2 separate regions of the Mus musculus genome follow, and region 1 is linked to region 2. The links are chromatin contacts, called in public HiChIP or PLAC-seq maps. All regions are on one chromosome and are shown on one strand. The core of a region is the stretch at or near the end of the contact, and the rest is flanking DNA. Distances in the headings are between cores, read along the strand shown.

What was found. HiChIP or PLAC-seq counts read pairs in DNA pulled down with a chosen protein or histone mark.
Region 1: a contact with region 2 is called in an HNF4G HiChIP or PLAC-seq map of pancreatic cancer cells. The contact joins two enhancer-like sites. A contact is called at or near these places in 1 of 484 Hi-C or Micro-C datasets (cortical neurons) and 1 of 115 datasets of contacts at active chromatin or transcription factors (pancreatic cancer cells).

The regions. Positions count from the first base shown.
Region 1 is chr2:102,802,321-102,808,977 of GRCm38.p6, reverse strand. No RefSeq gene overlaps it. Among named protein-coding and RNA genes, the nearest start is that of Gm13872, 59 kb to the right of the region's middle. Within about 2 kb of position 3,002, at least 31 of the 459 cell types and tissues checked have an H3K27ac peak or open chromatin away from gene starts, as enhancers often do. A contact at or near this core is called in pancreatic cancer cells, where this site is marked.
Region 2 is chr2:102,030,585-102,037,528 of GRCm38.p6, reverse strand. The region is part of intron 4 of Ldlrad3 (low density lipoprotein receptor class A domain containing 3); the gene reads left to right. Among named protein-coding and RNA genes, the nearest start is that of Gm39888, 42 kb to the right of the region's middle. Within about 2 kb of position 3,153, at least 72 of the 459 cell types and tissues checked have an H3K27ac peak or open chromatin away from gene starts, as enhancers often do. A contact at or near this core is called in pancreatic cancer cells, where this site is marked.

The DNA.
Region 1 (6,657 bases), core at 1,753-4,252, 770 kb before region 2:
AAGACAAAACCACATCAAGTCCTATTGTCTTTAACTTTTTTAACATCCTGGGGCAAAAGATGATCCTGTATTTTCTAGAAAGAAAAAGCATTATTTATAGAACCAAGCGTCAAACTAGGGCCTGCACAAAAAAAAAAAATGTAGAGCTGGATAAGATATTATGTACTTATTATCCCAGCTCGCAAGATTCAAAACAGCTAGGACAATCATAAGTCTGATAGGCCAGCCTTGGCTACAAAGAAAGACACTATCTCAAAAATAAAACCAAGCAAAAAAAAAAAATCACAAAAGAATCAGACTTCTCACTTGTCATCTTTGAAGAGAGAAGGCCAACAGACACGGGAGAATGAAAGTTTCCAGCCTAGAGGAAGCTTGCCAAATGGAGTGTACCCTCAAAAGAGCTTCCCAGAGACTTGGGTATTTCCAAGAAAAATAACTTGTAACCCACAGACTACACTAACCCTGGCTGAGTAGTAAAATCTGTGCACCTGTAGAACCCTTCCAAAACCAAGGGCCCCTAGAACTCTAACAGTAAATAGTAGGCCTTCAAGAATACACCACTGGAAGTTTTACCTTGAACTAAATGAACATCATGAAAGTGTTTTGTTTAGCCTGTGTTAAATTAAACTCATTTAACTATACTTAAAGAAAATGTGGAGGGAAATATTTCCAGGCTAGACTCTTGACTGAGCTATGATACAAAGTATGGATAAGAGGAGAATTTCAGATATGCACAGTATCCAAGCCCATTCAGTCATTCTCAGGCAACCCCCAAAGAATGCATTCTACCTAAAATTAAATGCTATCAAGAAAAGAAAGATGTGAGGGTGAAGAAATAAAGAGGATTCTTTAAATGGCGGAAGGAGATCCCAGGGGATGATGGTCCATCCAATCTAGGGGGAAATCAGTCCAAATTAGAGAACAGACTAAAAATAGAACAAATACATGGTTTGCCTCTGTTGACTCCTAATTAAAAAGGGATTCACATTTTGCTTGTATCAGCTAACTGCCGATGCAGTAAGATGAGCTCTAAAATTAGATGCTTAAAATAACAAACATTAACGTATTTCTCCCAAGTCTGAGGGTTGATTCAGTCTCTCTGCTGATCTGGGCTGGCTCAGTTGACTCATTCATGTTTATGTTGTTGATAAACTGCTTGGAGAAACACTGCCAGTCTAGGATGGTTTCATCTCGGATGCCAAGATTGTTTCCATATGTATCTCACATGCTACCAGCTGGCTTGTATAGGCCTGGCAGGGACCTAGAAAGAAAATGAATGCTTACATAGCTCCTAGTGGTCAAAGCCCAAAACTAACTTTGTATGATTCCACCATATTGTTTTGGCCAAGCCCAAACCCAAGTGCAACTTAGATTTAAAGGAGAGAGAGAGACAGAGACAGAGACTGAGAGACAGAGAGAAACAGAGAGACAGAGACACACAGAGAGATTGATTGATTCTGTCTTCCAGTGGGAAGAGCTATAAAGATACCTTCCAAAGAATGAGACAGGAGGAGACCAATTACAAGGCCTTTTAGTACAAACAGTTTATAGTGGGTGTGTTGAAAGATTTTCATGGCTTAAGGCTACCTCTGATATTTATGTTTATGTTTATGTTCATGTTTTTGTTTCAGAAACACCATTTAGGCCATAGCAGTAACATAGCATGGAAAACCATGAACAAATTCATAAATGCCATTCTATTGGAGAAGAAGGAGCAGACACACGCAAGTATGTATGTTTGGGAGTATCCAGAGCATTATAAAGATCACGAGCACTGGTGTCAGGACTAAAAGCTGGGTTTTTTAATATTGGTTCTTTCACCTACTTAGCAGTCGGATCCTGCTTACATTTCTTAAATAACTGGAGTTGTAGTTTATCACCCGAAATAAAGAGTGGGCAGGAAAAGTGTCCACGGCTAGGGTATTAGGTAAGGTTCTTAGTGTTATCTGGTGTGTTATAGGCTCTCAAAATGTTAATTTCAAGGCTGAGGAGATGGTTCATTCAATAAACCATCTGCTGTCCAGGCACGAGGGCCTACCTGAGTCCACATCTCCAACATCCAAGTAAAAAGCCACATGTGGAGGTACCCCAACCTCTGGGACCCCCAGTATAGGCAGATCTCTGGGGCTCACTGGTTAGACGGCCTGGCTTAAAGGACTTCCATGTTCAGTAAACGACCCTGTTTCAAAATCAAGGTGGAGAACAATCAGAGATGTCAAGAACCTTTGAAATCAATCTCTGGTCTTCCCATAGGTGCATACAGCCATAGGAACACATTCATACAATACAAACACGCAGACATATAGACACACACACACATATGCACACACATGCATGAGTACACAACACCTACTGACACAGACACACAAACAAACATACACACATGAATTCCTACCTGCCATGTCAACATTTATACAGTAGGTCTTTAGTTTCTTCCTTCCCCATCCCTTCTTGTTTCCTGAACTCTGACCCTAATTGTGTGGTTATTAACTTAGGGTGACTATATCCATATTATTTAAAGATCTAAGGCACCTTGTGAGGCAAGCTCATTGATTTTCACAGAAGAGCTTTTGTTTTCAAAGCAAGACCTAAGAGCAAGGAGTCACCAAAGCAAACATCTGGTATCCTTGATGAAATATCAGCCTATCCAAGATGTGGCTACACATTAACCAAAATTGGGCACCAAGCTGTGGCTTTTGATGTCATCCTCAGGAAGTGTCTTACCCCACCTTTACTCAGATTGAGCGCACTCCCCCTTCCTAGTACCGCCTTGACCGTGTCCACCTGTCACTAACATAGTTCAATCTTATCAGTTTCCCCATTGTCCTCTCTCTTCCACTTTGGCAAACTTATTGAGAACAGGCTTTGTGTTTGTACCTCCAAACGGGAACAAACATCCCAGCTCAATTATGGCCTCCAAAGTTACTATCTAGTACTGATCACTTATGAATGTCTGTGTTTATACATTCAACTAGTGATGAAGAAATCCTTATCCCATTTTTAATGGATGAGTCAGCTAGGAACACAGAGAAGTATATTGTAGTCTCCAAACCACCCAAGTAGAAAGTGGTAGAGTTATGCTGGAGTTCTGACTTCCCCTGTCTCATTGCCTATTGTCATAAGTTTGTTAACTTGAATTTGTTGATATTAAGAGATCATTTTCAAACCTTATAAGCCAGGCCAACACTCCAGAGCTCTCTGTGGGAGTCAAAGAGTCTTCCTGAAGCATAAGTGAAGATATGTACCATGTAGGCTATATTGACGAAGGAGTTTATTTAGAAACCTATAAACACCTCCTAGATGCTGTATTTATTGGAAGAAGGAGGATCAGGTCATGTGGAAGTGTGGGGAGTTGTGCCATGGTGGCCCACGCAAAGGGTCATAGAGTTAGGAAGTCTGATCCAGCACCCTGGCCTCGGGCCCCACTTCTTGCCTCTGCTGACATCTAGTCTTCAACACCAGTAGTTTGTTTGCTTGTTAGGGCTCCCCATCTCCCGCCCCTTCCATCCCACCCTCCTCAGGCTTCCAGACTGCTGACCTCATCACGTGGTGACTGCTGTTTTCCAGCAGCTTCATCCAAACCACTTCCTCCATCCTCACCCCCGGAGGAGAAATGGCAAAAACTCCAGGAAAAGCAGCTAACATCTAGTTTTAGCATGACCGTCTTTAAAGTCAGACCCTGGGTTCAAACCCAACTTTGCCATACTTTGTTTACTGATGTGTATCTTAAGTAATTTAGCAATGATGTGTCTTCATTTTCTCATCTGTAAGATGGGAATAGTCATTTCTATCAGAAAGATATCTGGGAAATTGAATGAGACAAAAAGACAAAATTTGATAGGAGCATATGGCTTTTCTGTTTCTCATTCCTCACACCAGAAGTGCTGACACCCTAGTCTTCTCACCCAGATACTCAAATAGCTATTAGAGAGGAAACAGGGACCTCTCTTGTTTTCTGGGGAGTGTGGAAGTAGGCAGGTATGTTACTGCTTTTTATTTTATTTTATTTTATTTTATTTTATTTTATTTTATTTTATTTTATTTTATTTCACAAAGGCCTTGCCAGAACTTGGTGTCCTCTAGATGTAGAGAGGAGAGAACGGCTACCCATTCCAGGGCCCAGCCTCCTCAGAATCTAGGCAGACAATTTGGAATTTATCTGCTTAGAAGTGGGGAGGCAGGTTTTGAGCAGTTGGAGACCTGAAGGAAATTCAGATTTCTGATGAAGTCAGTGGAGTTCTTGAGAGCTTTGCTTTTTTACTTTCTCCCTCCTATCACTTGAAGTCTCCTCAAGAAATAGAGAATATCCAGAAAAAGATGTCAGAAAGATAAAAGGAGAAGGGTGAAAAGAAGAAAGGGATCAAAACAGTTATCCAGGAGCACTCAGATAACGGTTGTTTATTAAGTCTCATCTGTGAACACAGTAGCCACATAAATCACAGTAGCTGTAAAGCAGTGGGTTTTAAAAAACAAATTTCTAGACTAGCTGCTCTTGGCTTCTCTTCTAACTGTTTGAAGCCAAGGTTTGGGAAACCACTGAAGCTCAGAAATACAAAGCCCGAGTTGCAAAGCCACTAGTGATGCTGGAGTCTCTCTCAGTGCTGGAGCTTCTCTGAATCAGAAAAAAAATCCCTGATACCTGGGTTCATGTACCTCCTAGAAACTGTCATTTCTTTGTGGCTTTAGGCCAACTTGTTGGCTATTTCTGGCCTGTTGATAATGTGCCCTCTAGTGGAAATCCCAGAAACCTCTCTTTGATCTTTGTGGAAGTTGAATGCTATTTGATTTCAATCCTGAATCCTCAAGGCAAATCTAGAAAGAAGAAGGAAGGTGAACGTGGGGATCCTTTCACTAAAGGCTTGTGTGGAGAAGCAGTGTTTCTGGGTAGTCTGGGCTCAAGCATTCAGATAGTGTTCCATCTTCTGGTTTAGTCAGCATCTTGTATTTGAAAAGGATTCACAGATCATGGGGGAAAGGAGACAGTAAGCTCCAGCATGACCATCATTTGCCCCCTATCTGCTAATTTCTAGACATTTTCTGGTCTATTTGGAGACATCCTTATCCGAGGAGTACAAAGAAGAGTAGTCAAGTGACTTTTCTGAGGAAGATACAAAGAAAGATTTTGACCTGTGACTGATGACCCTGGGCACTGGTTATCTTTCAGGCACTGTCTTAGACATAGTGCATACCAAACTTGAGTTTCTTTCAGTAGATACAGACAATAGAATGTGGTTTACAGAGTTATGAGGACAAAACACATTGATGTCTTAAAGGTCTCAGAATATTGTCTAGCAAGGAGCACTCTGTAAGCACACACATTAAAGTGAGAAAAGTAAAGCAAGACACTGAGCACCTGAGATAAAGCTCCATTTATCCTCATCCTACAGATAGGAAGAGCCAGGCACAGCAAGCATGGCCACTCCACTAGAAAGGGGCAGGGCTGAGCTCTGCATGAACAGCCTGGGACAGAAAACATTCTTTGAACTCCTACATCACTTTGTTTTTATTTGAACACATCAAATCCTCTTTGTGAGGGTTGGTGTGAGGGTGCAGTTGTGTAGGGGGTACATGTAGAGTCTAGAAGTTAGCCTTAGGTGTTGTTCTTCGGGACACCATCCATTTGGGGGTTTTGTTAATGTTGTTGGTTTGTATGTTGTTTCATTTTGTTTTGACGCACGGTGTCTTACTGGCTTGGAGCTCAGTGATTCAGCTAGGCTGGCTAGCTAACAAACCCCAGTGATCCACCATGCTCGACCTTTTATAGTTTTTACTGAGTTCTGGGGATGAGACTCAGGCCCTCGTGCTTGCACAGCAGCAAGCATCTTGACCAATTGAATTCTCTCCCCATCCCTTTAACTAACAAACCAGCCCTCTCAACAGAAGTATTTTCATTGTACTTCCCAAAGAAAGTTGGTGTCAACTCTAATAAACCATTAAACAAATTTCAAGGTGATCAAAATAGATAAAAATGACTCTAAAACAAGATTTGCTCATTAGACAAACAGGTGAATTATAAGTGGGTGGTCTGATTTCACTCCTGTTGCTGGGATAAAATACCTTGGTGAAAAAAAAAACAACTTAGGAAAGAAAGGGTTTACTTTGGTTTACAAATCTAGATTACAGTCCATTGTTGTAAGAAAAGTCAGGGAAGAAACTCAAACATCTAGAAAAAATGCATCTACAGTCAAGACAGAGATAAATTGATGCATATATTCTTGCTAATTTACTTGGGTTTGCTACTGTCATACAGTTTAGGATCCCCTGCCTAGGGAATGATGCCTCCCATAGTGAACTAGATCTTTTCACATCAATTGACTTAATTAAGTTAATCCTCCATATATAGTCCCAGAGGCTCACCCAATGTGGAGAATCCTTCATTGAGACTTTATTCCCAGTGATTCCAGGTTGTGTCAAGTTGATAGTTAAGGCTAGCATTCACAGTGTAGTACAGATAACATGTTAAGTTGTATTTGAGGATCTGATCAACACTCTGCTAGATTAGGCTCTATGTTTTCACTTACAATTATCCTTGTGGAAAGTTGAATTTGCTAGAACAAAATATAGAATCAGTCAATAAAGATATAAGATATAGCTTATTTTTATTTTAGTAGGCTCTTAAAAAGTTAACATTAAAGGTCAAAAAGTATTGGTTGACTT
Region 2 (6,944 bases), core at 1,904-4,403:
TGCCTCAGGGCCTCTCCGGGTGCTCCTACCTCTGCCCTGCTCACCTGGGTCACACAGGCTGCCCTGCCTCACCGTGAACCTTTTGCAGTTGAACCTGTGTGCCTGCCTCCTCGTGTGTCTTAGACAAAGGCAGCAGAGAGCAAGCGCTCTGTGCATGGGCTGCTGGAGCCTCTGTTCAGATCCCAGCTGTACTGCCTGTGTCGATTGTGGGACCGTAGGCAGGAGACTTCCTCTTTCTGTCCTCCGTTTCCCATCTGTAAAAGAGAGATAAGCACAGAGTTGCTAAGCAGTGAATTAACTAATACATGAAAGTCCCCTCTGCACAGAGTGACCCACGGCGCGCCCTGAGCAGATGGTAATTGCTATTACTGTCATCATTAATAAGATTATTATTGTTAGCCCAGATTGGGGAGTCACTGACGATGGAAGAGGCAGACAAATCAACTTCTGGAAAAGGGGAAACGGAGTCTTCAGCTGGCCAGTGGGGGGCGTGTAAGCTGTGCACTGAGGTCCCTGCTGGGCGTGAGGGGCTTCTTCTGGTGACATAGCAAGCACAGGTTGTTCCCTCCTCTTAGCATTGAAGTGTGCAGGTGTGGGAAGCCCCTCTTTGTGCCCCTCCATGGGCTTAGAGAGACGTGCAGTGGATAGAGTAGTGTTTTCCTACTGGGCACGGTAATCCCACGCCTCATAAATCTTGTGGCTAGCAGAGCAGCTCCATGATCCTGTTCTGTGTTCTCCAGTAGTCCCCAGTCAGTCTCTGACAGAAAGCCACTTCTTTTTTGAAGCAGACAGAGAAGCCATAGCTTATGTCTAACCAGAGACAAACGAGGTCACTTTATAGAGTGTCGTGGAACCCAGTCAGTGTATCCCTGTGGACACGCACAGTGCCTCTCCTCAGACTCACATACAGGAGCATGTGGAACCTAGCGCTCTGCTCTATAGAGCCTCACGGATTCCTTAGGATGCCCTCATTCTTTCCCCTTTGCTCCAGGCTCCGCACATCAGTTCATCTGCTGGCCTCAAGCCGGAGCATTCACACGTCATCCCTGAGAGGCATGGATCTGCTCTTGGGCTCCATTGGCTCTATTCACCCTGTTTCCTGTTCCTAAATCAAGGCTGAAACTACATAGAACAAAGCTGCCCTGTAACCCAGAGGGACCACCCAATGTAGTCACAGTAGGCAGATTTCTCATTAAAGTCAAGAAGCTATGGGAAAGACCCTGTCAGCCAGTACCATCATAGACTCTTCCAGAATGTCCCAATACAAGAATGTAGGGGTTAGGGGGTGAATGCTGATCTCCAGAAAAGCTGGCTGCAGGCTGTGTCAAATTTAGACAGCAAGGTATGACACGCGGGTTATCTAGCCAGACTTCCAACTTTGCTTTCATCCACAGGTGCAGTGATAAGATGCTGGGGTGGGCACTAGGTTGCCATTTGGGCTTTAGTCTCTGTAAGGCCAGTGTTCTAGGTAATCTATGGCATGTCTCTGTCTTTCGTTTCCTCTTAAATTTCTACTGGAAAGAAGAAAGAACTCTGTGTAGTCACAGTCCACAAAGGACTCACATATAAAGGACATAGGATAGTTGAGATAATTTGGACACTTGTAACCATTCCACAGCTAGGTCCAGTGCTTACACAATGTGTCCTGGGAGCTTCCCTCTGCAAACAGAAATTTAAGGGGCCAGCCAGAGGGAAAAAAACACTGGACTGTCGGTAGTGATTATCTCTGTTGGTGACTGCTGAAAATTTTTATATCTGATTGTATTCCTTAATACCAAGCAGAGTTCTTTTGTGTTTTGAAAGAAAGATTTGCATTTAAAAATAAAGGCCAGGGCCTGGACACGTAGCTCAGTTGATAGACTGACTGCTTGCATAGCTTATGGCCCTGAGTTTGTTCAGCAGCTGCCATAAACCAGGCCCACGTCTGTGAAGCCAGCACCCAGGAGATGGAGGCAAGAGCGTCAGAAGTTCAAGGTCTTTCTTGGCCACATAGGGAGTTCAAGGTTGGCATGGTTACATGATACCCTATCTCAGAAAAACCCAAAAATGAGTAAAGGCTAGATTCCTGAATGTTTCTCATCCTGATCTGAACAAAGAAGACACAAACAGCCATTAGGAGCTAAATATATAGGTCTTAAGGAATATCTTTATTTTATGATTTATTTGTATTCATTAAACATTAACAAGACTGCAAGCTTGCCTATGGATCTGGGATGGCTGAGCGGAGGTTTGAAAGACGGTCAGCTGTGAATAATTTATTCTGAAAATCACAGAAAATAAAGTAGCACTTGGGAGGAGGAGATTTTGCACTGATATGTTTGGATTTATACAGTACATGCTGTCTAATCCTGGGAGAGTTCCTTTCATATCTCTCTCTGTGCCTTCGTTTCCCCATATGTAAGAGAAAAGTGAACTAGCCTCAGTTATTATGAGAATAAAAAGCTTAACAACAATCTTGAATTCAAGAATAAGGCCAGGGCCAGGCGGTGGTGGCTCGTGCCTTTAATCCCAGCACTTGGGAGGCAGAGACAGGCCGATTTCTGAGTTCAAGACCAGCTTGGTCTACAAAGTGAGTTTCAGGACAGCCAGCCAGGGCTATACAGAGAAACCCTGTTTCAAAAAACCAAAAAAAAAAAAAAAAAAAAAAAGAAAGAAAAGAAAAAGCATAAGGCCAGATGCCTTAGATGCCTTATTATGCCATAAACTCAGGCCACGTCCCCGTTTGCCTGGAGATGCTTAGGCTTCGGACGTGCTCTATGGCCTCACATCAGAAGTAGCAGTAGCAACAGCAGCATTGAGATAATAAATTGGTGACGGTGCCTCGACTTCTAACCACATCTGAGTCACCACGCTGGCTTCTTAATTAGGTCGCCCACTTGCGCCTTGTCTGACTCATAGCCGTCCATATAACTTGCCTTCTCTTTACACATTGGGGTGCTTAGGTTCAGAAGGGTCACACCCTGCCCAAGATCACACAGCTTGTCACACATTCACGCTCATTCCAAAGCCCATGCTTGGACGCACTTGCCTGTCACGCTTACATTTTACATCTGCCTGCAGGTGTCTAAAGCACACACTTGCCTTGCTTTTGCTACCTCGAAGGTCTGGGTGGGGTGTTTTAGTGCCCTTCAAAAATATATCAGAATGTGTCCAGCTGTTTCCCCATGTGTTGGAGGAAGGAGAAGTATCCGAGGTAGCAGAGAGCTGGAGTTCCTTGCTGTTACATATTGATAGCAGAAGGCTTTTTATTTAAAGGAAATTGAGACCAATTATATGGCTTGCAATTAAACTCAGAAAGGGAATTGAAAGATGGAGAATTAATTTCCTGTTTGTTTGTGATACAGTATCTAGGCAAACAGTTAATCAGCACTTGTATCAACACCCACCCCATAGGGCTCAGCCCTGTAAGTGCAGCCTCCTCTGCCTCCCCCGAGAACACTGGTCCATCTTACACAGTTAGCACTGCCTTGCTCGGCCTTGCTCTGTGCCAGGTGCTTGACAAATGCAGATTCCTAAGTCACCGTGCACAGATGCTCGGCTAGGGCCTGGGGGGTTGTGATGTCACAGAAATCATTACATCCTAAGAGCAGCAGCAGCAACACATAGCAGACACGTGTGGTCAGACTTACACAAAGAGCAGCTTCAGGTGTGATGGGCAGTAGTAGGCAGAGGCCAAGGTTGGCCCTGAGAGACCATGCTGGGCCTCCACTTTTATAACCAAATGAAGGACACGGAGGGCAAATGCCAAGTCCTGTGGAGCAAAACAGGCAGATTTGAGATTTCGCACAGGAGAGGTGATAAGACCTAGCAGTCTGCTTTGGAGGGAGAGAGAGGGAAGGATGGGGGAGGGAGCCCTGTCTTCAGATGCCCTGGTCACCATGGGGGAGAGGTTAAGTTCAAAGGTGCACTGTACAATTCTGGAGGCCTTCTATTCGCCTGTCCCTCTTGACTATGTCAAAGCCAGGGAGTCTGACTTGCAGGGGTGGTGGCTAAGGCTACTATGAACAGGAGCTGGTGTCTCGCTGCTTCTAAGAAGGCCAGAGGTATGAGGTCTGGAATTTCCTGTCAATACAGCCTTCATCTTCACATCCAGCATCCTGTGTCTCAGGCCAGAATGAAAATAACAAGGAGCCAGGAAGGGTCCCCAACCGTGCTGCAGACATGAGCCAACCCAGCCAGGAAGGGTCTCCAGCCATCCTGCGGACATGAGCCTACATCCAGCCAGGCTTGCCACAGGTCCACGGGGCTTTCTGGGCTTAGAGCCTGTAGATAATTCCCTTTTCTCAGTTCCCATCCCAAGTTCTATAAGCTCTGCCACCCCCTGCAGGTGGGTGTAAGCTGAGGTTGGGCACTTTGCCAGGACAGCAGCTGAGGCACAGAGTTCTGCCATATTTCCGTCACAGTGAGGCAGTTGGAGGCTGTGAAAGGAGGTACTTTGTGGTGGCAGGGACTTTTGTACCACCCTTGCCCCACCCCACAGTCTTCTCGCCTCCTTTGGGTCTTTGCTTGGTGAACTGTTTTAGGACCACTTTCTGCCAAAAGATGTTTCCTTTCCCAGCCTCCACCCACATTGGTTGATAGGATAACCATGGCTCGGCTTCCTGCAAGCCCACGTACTATGTTCATTTAGCTCACTGCAGAGCATGGAGACAGGCGGCAAATGGCAATCACAAGCATGTGAGTCGTGTAAGGAAAAGTGTAGGGCACAATAGGATAAGAGTGGAGTCCTCTAAGCAGAGGTTTGCAGTTTCAATCTGGAGGTGGGCAGGAGTCTGTGAAGAGGGAAGCGGCTGCTAGGTAGAGGGAACAGCAAGGTGAGGGAACCCCCATTGGAAGAGAGGAAGTGTGGGGATGCCTGCCTGTAGTGCCCACCTGGGTCAGGTGGGGGCTGGTCCTAGATACAGCGTACGATCCTGACCTACATCTCTAGGGTACTGGGAGGTCAGGAGTGGCCCAGAAGACATTTGGAAGGAAGAAGCAGATGCGCCTGAGCCAGGTGAGACCAGAAGGCATTACAGGGCTCTGGTGAGCTGTTTTGGTCTCACCACAAGCCTGCAAGGCCTTTCTGTAAGCCTGAGTTGGAGCTGAGGTTTCTCTCCAGCCCCCTCTACCACTCTGTTACTGCTCATTGCCCTCTACCGAAAGTCTGAGTGCTTAGACCATGCTAGGCACCTGTGATCGTTTGCATATGCTTGGCCCAGGGAGTGGCCCTATTAGAAAGTGTGGTCCTGTTGGAATAGGTATGGCCTTGTTGAAGTAGGTGTGTCACTGTGGGCGTGGGCTTAAGACCCTCACCCTAGCTGCCTGAAAGTCAGTGTTCTGCTAGCAGTCTCCAGATGAAGATATAGAACTCTCAGTTCCTCCTGCGCCACGCCTGCCTGGAAGGTCTCATCTTGATGATAATGGACTGAACCTCTCAACCTGTGAGCCAGGCCCGATTAAATGTTGTTCTTATAAGAGTTGCCTTGGTCATGGTGTCTGTTCACAGCAGTAAAACCCCAATTAAGACAGCACCCTGAGTGGTGCTTCTTGTGACTCACCCCCTGTGCCTCTCACTGCTGCTGATTAGGAGCTTCTGTGGCTACGCTATGCTGTGGTATCATTGCACCACTCCTGGGGACTGTCAGCTCTGGAGTCTGAAATGCATTGTTCTCTGAATTTTAATCAAAGCACTTGATCTCCTGTTCTTCCAGTGTCAAGACTCCAGCATCCCAGATCATCCACCCCGTTGACTAGACAGAAACTTCTACCTGTGCTCCATCAGCCCTGGCTTCTCTCAGGATGCTCTTGTCTGACTTTGTCCCACCACAAGTGGGCCCAGTGGATCTCAGTGCACATGGATGGGAGGCTGTGCCTGTTACAGTGCTTGGATGAGGGATGCTTGCATTTTACACAAGGAATTACAGTGAAATGAGAGGCAGCTTGCAAGCAAGTTTTGGCCATGGGGGTTGGGGACGCTTTTCCTCTGTAATGTCCTCCCGCCTCTGGCCTTCTCAGATAGGGCAGGATTGGTATTTCTCTGTAAGGGAAGAAGTTGTATCATGAATGACAGTAGTTGGGTCCTGAAATTAACCAGTCATAAAGTAAATAAATACATTGGTTACTTTGGGGCCAAAGGACAATATACCAAACCAAGAAACAGCACCAAGTTTTTTTATGCTTAGCTTTTCTGAGTGAAATAGTATTGCTATTACTGGGGACAATCTGCCCTTTTTAAAGGACTGTGGTATAATACACAGCACACGGAATCTTCCATCTTCCGTGGTTTGTTTGTTTGTTTGTTTTGAGACAGGGTTTCTCTCTGTAGCCTTGGCTGTCCTAGAACTCACTTTATAGACCAGGCTGGCCTCGAACTCAGAGATCCGCCTGCCTCTGCCTCCCAAGTGTTGGGATTAAAGGCGTGCACCATCACACCTGGCCTTCCTTGGTTTTGAGGTGCAGCTCACCAGTGCAGAATACCGACTCCACTGGCTTACTCACATTTTGAATCCAGAAGAGAATGCCCAGATGTGTGTCAGGTCAGAACAGAAAATGAAAACAACTGTCTCTGGGCTGTAGAATCTGGAGTGTTTACGGAGGCTGCATGGTTTGTACCACAAATCTTGTCTCAGTGAACCCACCTGGGCCTGGAGCAGGGTGGGTGAAGGGAGGCAGGCACATCTGCATGGTTTGGAGCATGTTCTTGCGCCATCTAGTGTCCTTGGGGGCCTTAATCTAGCGGCTCCCGAGGCAGCTGGATTTCCCTGGCTCTGGGAGGAGGCTGCATAAAATCCCAGTGGCTTGAAAAGCGCACCAGGGAGATGTTTGTCTTTTTAGATCATTTGGATTTTTTTTTTCTTTCCCCAGCTCTGATCCCAGGGAAATTTGCAACTAAAATTGTGTTTCATTAACAGTCAGAACAGTTTGTCCCTTTGAAGCTCAGACAGGGTGAGATTAATATGAAC